Regions from separate parts of the Sus scrofa genome. Here region 1 is linked to region 2. The links are chromatin contacts, called in public HiChIP or PLAC-seq maps. All regions are on one chromosome and are shown on one strand. The core of a region is the stretch at or near the end of the contact, and the rest is flanking DNA. Distances in the headings are between cores, read along the strand shown.

The links. HiChIP or PLAC-seq counts read pairs in DNA pulled down with a chosen protein or histone mark.
Region 1: an H3K27ac HiChIP or PLAC-seq map of alveolar macrophages shows a contact between it and region 2. The contact joins the promoter of LPAR5 here to the promoter of CLSTN3 in region 2. A contact is called at or near these places in 1 of 47 Hi-C or Micro-C datasets (embryonic fibroblasts) and 1 of 2 datasets of contacts at active chromatin or transcription factors (alveolar macrophages).

Annotation. Positions count from the first base shown.
Region 1 is chr5:64,046,053-64,052,006 of Sscrofa11.1, forward strand. LPAR5 (lysophosphatidic acid receptor 5) reads left to right here and starts at 3,418. Exons shown (of 2, transcript XM_005652601.3): 1 at 3,418-3,838. ACRBP (acrosin-binding protein) reads left to right here. Exons shown (of 10, transcript XM_003126533.4): 9 at 1-77; 10 at 1,473-1,794. The coding sequence ends at 1,595.
Region 2 is chr5:63,610,817-63,616,404 of Sscrofa11.1, forward strand. It overlaps CLSTN3 (calsyntenin-3), which reads right to left and starts at 1,361. Exons shown (of 18, transcript XM_021092406.1): 1 at 1-1,361.

The sequences.
Region 1 (5,954 bases), core at 2,168-4,667, 440 kb after region 2:
ACACAGAATACGTGCAGTACCCGAACTACTGTGCCTTCAAAAGCCAGCAGTGCATGATGAGAAACCGGGATCGGAAGGTGAGCCCTCACGTCACACCCCCCCGCCCCAATCAGCCCCTCCTGACAGTGATCACCTTGGTGGGTCTATTCTGGGATCCTGTGGCATCAGAGAGGCAGGGGTGTGGTGAGCACCTTTGGGCAGAGGCCCCCCCCCCAACTTGTCCTCACTCCTTCAGCCTCAGGGTGACCATCGCTCTGGGGCTCAGGGTTCCTTCCGGGCTGAGGGTTCTGTTGGGGAGGGAGCCTGCAGACCAGAGGCCCCAAGGACACGCCAGGTGTGCCGAACCCCCAGCCAGTTGAGGCCTCAGTCTTAGCTCCTGCTCTTACTCATCAAGTCGGCTGAGCCAACTACTTCCTCTCCAGCCTCAGGCTACTCATTTCCGTAAAGAGGGGTGGGGCTGTGGGGTCTCTTGCTGCTTTAAAACCTCACATCATCATCTAAAATAGGTCACAGATGAAACCATCTACAAAACAGAAACTCAGAGACATGAAGAACAGACCTGTGGTTGCCAAGAGGGAGCGGGAGGGAGTGGGACGGACTGGGAGTTTGGGGTTAGTAGATGCGAACTGTTACATTTAGAATAGATATAGCAGTGAGGTCCTACCATACAGCACAGGGAACTCTATTCAATCTCTTGGGATATGGAGTTCCCGTCGTGGCGCAGCAGAAACGAATCTGACTAGGAACCATGAGGTTGCAGGTTCAATCCCTGGCCTTGCTCAGTGGGTTGAGGATCTGGTGTGGCCGTGGCCTGTGATGTAGGTCGCAGACGCAGCTTGGACGTGGTCTTGCTGTGGCTGTGGTGTAGGCTGGCAGCTGTAGCTCCAATTCAACCCCTAGCCTGGGAACCTCCATATGTCGCGGGTGCTACCCTAAAAAAACAAAAGCAAAAACAAAAAAAGAAGAGTTCCCATTGTGGCACAGTGGAAATAATTCCGACTAGGAACCATGAAGTTGTGGGTTTGATCCCTGGTCTTGCTCAGTGGGTTAAGGATCTGGCATTGCCATGAGCTCTGGTGCAGGTTGAAGACACAGCTTGGATCCCAAGTTGCTGTGGCTGTGGCGTTGGCCAGCAGCTGTAGCTCTGATTCGACCCCTAGCCTGGGAACCTCCACATGCCATGGGTGCAGCCCTAAGAGGCAAAAAAAAAAAAAAAAGAAAAAGAAAAGAAAAAAGTGTTTGTCTTACGTATGACTGGGTCGATTTGCTGTACAGCAGAATTTGACAGGATATTGTAAATCGACTTTAATTTAAAAATTTTGTAAAAATCCTCATCTGAGTTTCCCAGCAGCTCTGCTCCCTGTGCCCATGCCCCATCCACCCCCCCATCCCCCACCTCTGGTTCATGGACTTCTGACACCTCTGGCTCCTGGCTCTCCAACTCAGACAGTGTGCACCCAATCCCCGTGCAGGTGTCTCGCATGCGATGTCTGCAGAATGAGACGTACACCGTCCTGACCCAGGCCAAGAGTGAGGACCTCGTGCTTCGATGGAGCCAGGAGTTCAGCACCTTGACTCTCGGCCAAGCTGGATGAGCTGGACTCCATCTTGTCCCCACCCCGGCCCCCCTTCCACACTCTTCATTGCTGTTGGACCCCAGGCTTCCCCTTCTGGCCTGAGTCTCTTACCCGGCTCCGATCCCTGGCGTTGGGGCAGCAGTCCTGGAAGGGTCATGACATGACGGGAACTCCACCCACCTTAAAGGATGTCTTTACATAAAGTGTTTATTTTCAACCTGTGCGGCCTGTTTGGGTTATGATCCCATCCTCAGCCCTGTCCCCCTGCCCCACAGCGTCAGCTCTCCAACCCCTGGGAGTTATGGATCCATCTGCAGGAAAGAGAATCAAAGGGGTAGTACCCAGGGCAGCAAGCCCTCCGTTAGGAGGAGAAGCCCTGAGAAGCCAGGGGGGTGGAATGAAGGTCACAGCCAGTGTCTTGGGGAGCCTGTGGGCCGAAGGGCGTGTGTGTCTTCATTTCTGAAGCCCTGATCCCAAGATCTCGGATGTGAGTGTAGGACTGTCTCTCTGAGGATGATCTGAATGAGGTCGTGTCTAGTGGGCCAACTGCAGGGCAGTAGGGCCGAACTTGAGCTTTTTAGGAGGGAGGAAAGAACTGTGGTTGAGCTCAGGAAACCCCTGCTCTGATATCAAGTGAGAGGTCTGATGGTCTGAAAACGGTGAAGTGGGGAGGAGCTGCACCTTTTGTTTGTTTTTCAGCCACACATGTACAAAGTTCCTGGGCCAGGAATTGAACCTGTGCCACAGCAGCCACCAGAACCACAGCAGTGACAACGCTGGGTCCTTGAGGAACTGCATCTTTTTTTTTTTTTTTTGTCTTTGTTGTTGTTGTTGTTGTTGCTATTTCTTGGGCCGCTCCCGCGGCATATGGAGGTTCCCAGGCTAGGGGTTGAATCGGAGCTGTAGCCACCGGCCTACGCCAGAGCCACAGCAAAGCGGGATCCGAGCCGCGTCTGCAACCTACACCACAGCTCACGGCAACGCCGGATCGTTAACCCACTGAGCAAGGGCAGGGACCGAACCCGCAACCTCATGGTTCCTAGTCGGATTCGTTAACCACTGCGCCACGACGGGAACTCCAGGAACTGCATCTTAATGACATGCTTGGAGCTGTGACTCCAGCATCAGCCTTTAATAATCTGGGATCCCCCAAAACATGTTCTGGATACACACATATGAGGGAAACTGCACAGCATTTAGAAGAAAACATTACAGAGTTCCTGTCGTGGCTCAGTGGTTAAAGAACCCGACTAGTATCCATGAGGACGTGGGTTCGATCCCTGGCCTTGCTCAGTGGGTTAAGGATCCAGTTTTGCCATGAGCTGTGGTGTAGGTTGCAGATGTGGCTCGGATCCAACGTTGCTGTGGCTGTGCCTTAGGCTGGCAGCTGTAGCTCCGATTCAGCTCCTAGCCTGGGAACCTCCATATGCCGTGAGTACGATCTTAAAAAGACAAAAAAGAGAAAACATTATGGAGAAGCTCAATATGTAGAATATAGCACAAAGAACAGTGTCAAGCATCTCCATCTACCCTTTATCAGCTTTGATTATCAACATGCCATTGGCCTTTTAATGGGATGTTGAAACCTCTGAGAAGCTCTGTAACAGAGAAACCTTTTCCACTTAGTCTCTCCATTCTCATTCGACCACAGTGTCCTTTTTCACCTGCCGCTTGTTTTTGAGTACTGACTGCAAACACCATGCCCGGTCCTACTGATGTAGAAAACAAGGGGCTCAGCCCGGGGTACAGAGACCAGAGGCTGTCATCTGAGCCCTGGTTCCCCCCCACACACACACACATACACACAGATAGAAGCTACATGTGGCAAGAGTGAAACCACCTGCAGGAACCCAACAGAGAGACAGACAGCCAGGAGGAACTGATGAGAACAAAAGGCTGGTGGGTTAGTCATCTGGCATCACTGGGTGGGTGTGCCAGTTAGGCTCACCGGAAACTGTGGGAAATGTGTGAGCCATGAGGGGACAGTCAGCAGTCAGCGATGGTTGGGGCCAGATGAAGTGCCTTTATCCGCTGGGGATTCTTCTCCTCTGACCTGTCTGTGGACCACTGAGGGCAGTGCTTCCTCCTCTGTCTCCCTGCCCCACGCAGGGTTGGGCGAGTGCAGGGAGCTGGGATCTGCTGACAGCTGCGGAGGTGGGTGTGTCCGCCTGCCTGGAGCAGGTCCTACCAGCCCAGCCCAGCCCAGAACAGGCAGCAGCGGAAGCCAGCTCAAGGCAGCGGCGGAGCCTCAGCGAGCACAGGTATGGGGGCATCACAGGTTGGGGGGAGCCCCCCAGGGGCAGCCCCTCTCCTTTAGAAATAGGACATGGGTGGGGGGGGGTGGAGGTGAAAGTAGGCTGTGGGCCCTGGGAAAATGTTTCAGTCAAAAGCCCAAAGGGACAGGCTTGGGCCCACAGACAGGGGACAGAGGATTGCCCTAGATCTTGAAGCCCCACCCTGGCTGTCCCCGAGGCTGTGTCCTCCCCTTCACCGGTCAGGTCCCCACTGTCAAGCTGAACCCCAATCCCAGGGCCACCGAGGAAGGCCCTCTGGGGCTGGTTGCCAGCCCTTTCCTACTCTTAGACAACGCAAGCCCTAAAACCCACTCGCCCCAGGGCCGGGCCTTTGCCGGTGACAATGAACTCATCTGATGAAACCCCATCAGCAGGGTCAAGGCTCAGCTGTGCCCTTACGGGGATCCTTCCAATGTAACCAGTGTGCTTCAGTGGTGTCTTGGACAGACGCTGCCTTAACCCAGGGCATTGTCTTTATCGGAGGATTAGATGAACTGTGTCCAGGGTCCCTACAGTTCTGCGGGAATGTGGCCTGTGAGGGTCCCGAAGTGGATAAAATTTCAGATACTGAGCATGGGTTGGGGGAGATATTTGAGAGCGGGCAAGGCCTTCTGGTCCCTCTGTGTCCCAACCATGAGGCAGCTGCCCACCGAGTCCTTATGTTCACGGGGGCCTCCCTGACGGAAGGGGTTGTGTCGCCTGTCGCTTCAGGGTGAGCGAAGGTCGTAGCAGAAGGGAAGATGGAGGCAAGGATTAAACGGGAGGCAGAAACCTACTCAACCCATGAGCCTCACTTCCTGGCAACTGAGGGACCCTAGAACCCAGCTCTTTCGGCCTCTGATACCTGTGCCCACAGGAAGGGGAAAGCAGAGACTTGAGTGCTGCCTGAGGTCAGGGCGAGGTCCACGAGGCCAAAGGCTCCTGTGGAGGCGAGAACCACCCAAGGCTATGGAGGGCTGAACCCTCTTAGGTCTTTTTTTTTTTTTCCTGTCTTTTAGGGCCACACCCAACACATATGGAGGTTCCCAGGCTAGGGGTCCAATCAGAGCTATAGCTGCTGGCCTACACCACAGGCATAGCAACTCAGGACCGATGTGCATCTGCGACCCACACCATAGGTCACAGCAATGCTAGATCCTTAACCCACTGAGCAAGGCCAGGGATCGAACCCTCATCCTCATGGATGCTAGTCAGGTTCATTAACGGCTGAGCTATGATGGGAACTCCAGATCCCACCTAGGTCTTGATTGGGACCTTGTTTCCTGTTTTTCCAGCTCTTGTCCGCAGGGTGGGGAGAGGTATGCTGGTGGGGAGGTGACAACCACACATCAATCATTGAGCTGTAGGTCGCCTTTGCTTTCTGCCTTTTTCCAGAAAAACCGTGGGGAGACATGAGAGGGAAAAGTTGCAGCCGGGGATGGGGTTGGAAAGGCAAGAAGAGAGTCTCAGGTGGGGAAGGGTAGGGGGAAGCTGGAGCAGGGATCTGGGCTGGAGGAAGCAGAGCGGGCCTGGACTGGGGACGAGGGAGGATGGATAAACATGGCAGTGGGAAGAACGTGGCCCCTGGGGCAGGAGGAGGCCATCCATTCACCCTGGTGACCTCGTTAAACTCCCTGCCTTAGACTCAGGACAAGCAGATGGGCAGGATTCATTTGTGTCCTGGGGCCGCTGTGGGACGGAGCTTGTCACAAGGCCTTTAGACTTCATGAAGCTTCCACTGGAGGCTCAGCACCGTTGGGATCTGTAGGGAGCATCTGAAAGGACCCATGTGAAGGGGTGCTGAGAGTTACTGTCTGTGGGGAGCGGGCACATCTTCGGGCCCTGAGCTGCCTGAGGACAGAGCAGAGGAAGTGGGCTCAGTCGGCACCACACACCGCAGGAGGGGTGGGACTCGTGTGCCAACTGGCCTGTGGCTGCCAGCATCTGAAAGGTGGTTGGAACTCTTCTAGAGATGATGTCCAGAGATCTGAGATTCCAAACCTTTCAAGGATGTGGATTCCTACAAAGAGGAGATGAGGAGATCAAGGGCTTTGGTGAAGGTGGTAGTGGGGGGAGAGCGTGGGAGGGGGGAGCCCAGGGAGAG
Region 2 (5,588 bases), core at 111-2,610:
TGCTTGCAGAGGCACCATCGCCGCCTCTCTTGACCTTGGGAAAATCATTTCACTTCTGTGCCTTTGTCTCCTCCCGGGACCGTCTGTTTGGCCTTGATGCTCTAGGACGGATCTACCATCCCGTCTTCCACACCCGCCCCTCCCCTTGGCTTCCTCTCTCCTCTCCTTGGCTGTTTGCAGAAAAGCCTCGCTCGCTGTCCTTGACCCAGCTGTAACGATACTGCTGTCATTCTTAATGTAACCAGAGCCTAGCTTGTCTTCAAGGTCCCCAGTGACGAGGGTACCCGAGCACAGGAAGGGGCAGCTGGGTCACTAAGCACTCATTTCCCTGGATGGCCCCCTTAACCGCTGCTGCCATTCACCACCCATCCCTTGTTTAAGAGTAGCACAGATGGGACAAGGGGACACTGTTTCAATAAGGGTTCGGGAAAGTCTTGGAGGAAACAAAGGGAACTAGAACAGAGAATAATATACAAGTCAATCATCTGAAGTCCAAGTGCAGCCTCACCCATCACCTCCCTTATTGTGGAAGGAAGGGATGGTGCAGGGGACAGCCGAGCAGCCTCGCTATTAGCAAACCAGGCACACACGCAGCATGTTTAAAGAGTCCTTTACTAAAGGACTTTATTTCAGGCTTGAGAGTCCACACAAATCGCCCAGGGGGCGGGGGTGGGAGCTTTGGAACTGAAATCTCCTGCCTCTGAATTTGTCCCTTTGGAGAATCTGCTGGTGAAAGCCCACAGACCTGGATTCTCGGCACTCACGCTGTGGTTATTTATCCTCCCAAGATTGGCAAGGGCAGCCTCTCTGGGGTCTCTCTTTCCTGCCCATTCCTCTCCTTTTCAACATCATCTTGGACCTTTTTAACCCTTTGCTCTCCTCCCAGAGCCCCACTTCCTCTGGTGTTTGGTGCCCTGTAGGCCACACTTGGACCTGTGCCATCTTGCTCCTGGATGGGGTGGGTGACAGAACCCTTCAGACGGCAGGGATGAGGAGGAGAGGGCGCTCTGGCTTCAGAGCATCTGCAATGCAACCATATCTCACAAAAATAACAGCCTGCCAGCTCATCTTCTGCATGGATTGTGCTAAAAGAATATGTGTACTTCTGTGAGAGCCAGCCCCCAGGAGGGCCCCCAAGTCCCCAGAATTCCCATTCTTGTGTCTTCTCTTCGCACACGGTATCCGGGTAGGTCTGTGTGACCAATGGCATATGCAGCAGGGGTACTACATTACTTCCAAGGCTAGACTATAACAGACATTTTGGATTGTCTACACAACAGTGCGCCTACAGTATACACTGTACACTTAAAACTTTATTAAGAGGGTAGATCTCATGTTAAGTGCTCTTACCACAATACAAAATTTTAAAGCAAATATATTTTGGCTTCTGCTTTGAGCTTTGTTTTGTTTGTTTGTTTGTTTGGCTGCACTCGAGGCATGCGGAAGTTTCTGGGCCGGGGATCAAACCTGCCACACCACGACAGAGATGCTGCAGTTGCAGTGACAACACCTTACCCCACTGACCCACAAGAGAACTCCACTTCGCCCTTCCTACCCTAGATCCCTCTGGGGAAAGCCAGCTGCCCTGTCATGGGGACACTCAAGGGTCCTGTGAAAAGGGCCATGTGGCAAGAAACTAAGCCTCCAGCCCTCAGCCATCAGAGGGGACCATCATGGAAGCAGAGCCTCCGGGCCAGTCAAAACCTCATGGCTGTGAGAGACCCTGAGCCAAAACCACCTACTGAAGCTGCTTCTGGATTCCTGACCCTCGATACTATATCAAAGAATATATCTTTGTGGTTTTAAACTGCTAAGTGTGCAAGTGTCCTGTGACACAACACGTTAAGGAACACAGTTTCTCAACTACGAGCTTCATCACACATGACTCTCCTCCTGGCAGCATAGCCCTGACAGCTGATGAAGGGATGGGAGGCAGGTGACTCAGGGCAATAAAAGCCTGTCCAGCCACAAAAAGATATGCCACAGGTGCAGCCTTTATTTATTTATTTATCTATTTGTCTTTTGTCCTTTTAGGGCCGCACCCGCGACATATGGAGGTTCCCAGGCTAGGGGTCACATCAGAGCTACAGGTGCCGGCCTACACCACAGCCACAGCAATGCCAGATCCGAGCCATGTCTGCAACCTACACCATTGCTCATGGCAACGCCAGATCCTTAACCCACTGAGCAAGGCCAGGGATCGAACACAAAACCTCATGCTTCCTAGTCAAATTCATTCCCGCTGCGCCACGACGGGAACTCCAGGTGTGCCTTTAAAACACCAAAAAAAAAAAAAAAAAGACTTGGTGCAGATGCCATTGGGTTTAGCCAACTCTGGTGACTGGAAAGGGGAGGCCACTAGGGAAAGTGTTTTAGTGGCTCTCTGTTCCACTGTGCTCCCCCCGACATTCACAGACTATGGGCATCCCCCCAGCCTGCCACGCCGTGACCTGGACTGTCACCTGAGAGAAACAGAACGCTCACCTGTCCAGATCTGCAACCAGGGCCAGAAGCCCCGTGACCAAATGAAGACCAGAGAGGGTGGTAGCCAGGCCCCCAGGTGAGGACCAGCGGAGCCATCTCAAGGACACCCTTCCACTCTCAAGGCTGCTCTCTTCAACCAAGGGCAAAGTGCCCAGCACTGAGGGGCAGGGTCACAAGACAATGGCCAGAACTCACGCTGGGGAACAGGAGGTGGGGCAGGGCTATGCTGGGAGTGAATGTCACGCTCTCCTCCTCCACTGCTGCCACCAGCTCAGAGAAACAGGAAGAAGTCTCAGGCCCCCTCCCTGGGACCATCTGCCTCCACTACCAACCTCAGCTCCCAGACACACCGGCTACCACGGGCTTCCTTCCTCACCAGTCACCTGCCTTGAGAACTCCAATACCTACCTGGTACATACGCGCCCTCTCTGCCCCGTCACATGAGCTCATCCCAAAGATACAGGTGAGATGTGCCTACCATTTGCCCCAATTATGAATGAAGAATATACCCTGACAGTCAAGGAGCTTAGGCTTCATCTTGAGGCTCAGAGGGCAAAGTCACTGAAAGGTTTTTAAGCTGGAGAGAAGCAGGATCGGTGGATACTTCCAGACAGATAACTCACAGCGTAGGGAAGGTGGACAAGAGGGGCAAGCAAGTGGCTGACTCATCTTTGGGGTTGACTCAGCCTTTTCCAAATATCCTTGGTCGATGGCAGCCAGCTTGAAACCCGAGATGACTTGGGGTTTGGGGAGCATACAGACCCAACTTCAGGAGAGTCCCTCTTACCCCTAAATCCCTGGCCATCCAGATCTCTCCTGACTATTAAGGACGGAAGCCCAGGACCCCAGCCCAGCTGACACAGGCTTCCTCAGGCCCTCTGCTCTCTGTCTCTCTCCTGTTACCTCTCCTTACCTGACAGCAGGCATGGAAGCCCCAGCCTGTCCTGGCCCAGAGCAAGCTGTCTACACACAGGAAACTGCCGCCGCCCCACCCCTTCTGCCCAATCTGAGGCTGTTTGGATTCCAAGAGAGAGCCAGCTCCTCTAACGTGCTGGGATCTAATGAAGGCTGCAGAAAAACCTCCCTGATCTGGAAAACCCCAGCCCCCTCCCTGTTAGGCTCTTCCCCGTGCAGGACAGCAGGTGGCAGCACCAAGCAGAATTTCAAAAATAAAAGGAAAAATAAAAATCCAAGCTCTGAGGAGCCTTTGTACTTCAAGCACTCCCGCCCATGTTCTTCCCCTGCTTTGTCTCCATCCCCCATCCAGATTTTTTGTTTCTTTTTTGGCTGCCCTGGAGCATGTGGAGTTTCTGGACCAACGATCAGATCCAAGCTGCAGTTACAAGGCAAGCCACAGCGGTGGCAATGCCAGATCCTTAACCCACCGTTCCAGGCCGGGGATCAAACCTGCATCCCAGCACTCCCAAAATGCCATCAATCCTGTTGCGCTACCGTGGGACCTCCCCCCATCCAGCTTTGAAGACTGCCCCCTTCTCCCTCTTTCTGCCCTTTGCCCTCCTCAGTTAATGAGAAACGCAATTCAATGGACCCAGAAGCTTAGGCTCAGACCTGTAAGTGAAAAATGGAGATGAGGGGGAGAGTTGAGACAGAGGGACATGGGTATGTCCTTAGACATAGCTTCCAGGGTTGAAAGGATCTGTGTGTGGCCTGAGCTGGTACCCAGGGACCAAAAGTTCTCCTTCATTGAATCACATGGTTTAATGATGCCCAGAGAGCCAAGGTCTAGCATCATCTTCAGGATTCATGACTTCATCCCTCTAATCCTATCTGGCTTAGAAAAGGCTGTCTGGTACAATTATCTTTGTATATACGTTTATTTTGTAATTGTTAAAATGACTGAATAACATCACAAGAATTTCACCAAGCTGAGAAAAAAAATTTTTTTTTTTTTGGCCTTGTCTAGGGCCACACTCGTGGCGTATGGAGGTTCCCAGGCTAGGGGTCTAATTGGGGCTTTAGCCGCCAGCCTATGCCAGAGCCACAGCAATGCAGGATCTGAGCTGCATCTGTGACCTACACCACAGCTCATGGCAACGCCAGATCCTTAACCCACTGAGCAAGGCCTGGGATCAAACCTGCAACCTCATGGTTCCTAGTCGGATTTGTTAACCACTGAGCCACGACGGGAACTCCTGAGAAACATTTTTTAAACTATCCATAGCCTTATATTATTAACACACAGTTTTTTGGACTATTCTTGTATTTTGTATTTTTTGTGGACATACTGCACTTACAATTCTGCCGTTTGCTTCCTTTATTGTCTTTTTTCAGTCCTCTTACTATGTTAGTGGTCTTACACAGAGCAGATGTGCCTTTGCTATTCGGGGTCTCACATTTGGCTAAGGGAAGGGGAACAAAATATATGACTGGAGAGCTAGAAATTACCAACTGTCCTGGCTTGTCTGGGACAGACCTGGTTTTAGGATGGAAAGCCCCATGTCCCAGGAAACCCCTCAACCCCAGACAAAACAAGACAATTTCTTTTTTTTTTTTTTGTCTTTTTGTTGTTGTTGTTGCTATTTCTTGGGCCGCTCCCGCGGCACATGGAGGTTCCCAGGCTAGGGGTTGAATCGGAGCTGTAGCCACCGGCCTACGCCAGAGCCACAGCAACGCAGGATCCGAGCCGCGTCTGCAACCTACACCACAGCTCACGGCAACGCCGGATCGTTAACCCACTGAGCAAGGGCAGGGACCGAACCTGCAACCTCGTGGTTCCTAGTCGGATTCGTTAACCACTGCACCACGACGGGAACTCCCAAGACAATTTCTAATAGGTCCCCCTACTAGAAAAAAATCCCCTCAAATTAAATCCAGTTAGAGTTCAGAATTCCATTTCTATCCCCATAATTGGCCTTTTAGCTTTACCTCTTTGCGTGTGTGTGTGTGTGTGTGTGTGTGTGTGTGTGTGTGTGTGTGTGTGTGTGTCTTTAGGGCCGCGCTCTCAGCATAATGGAGGTTCCCAGGCAATGGGTCGAACCAGAGCCAGCCTACACCACAGCCACAGTGGCTCGGGATCAGAGCTGCAGCTACAAACCACACCACAGTGCATGGCAACGCCGGATGCTCAACCCACTGAGCAACCC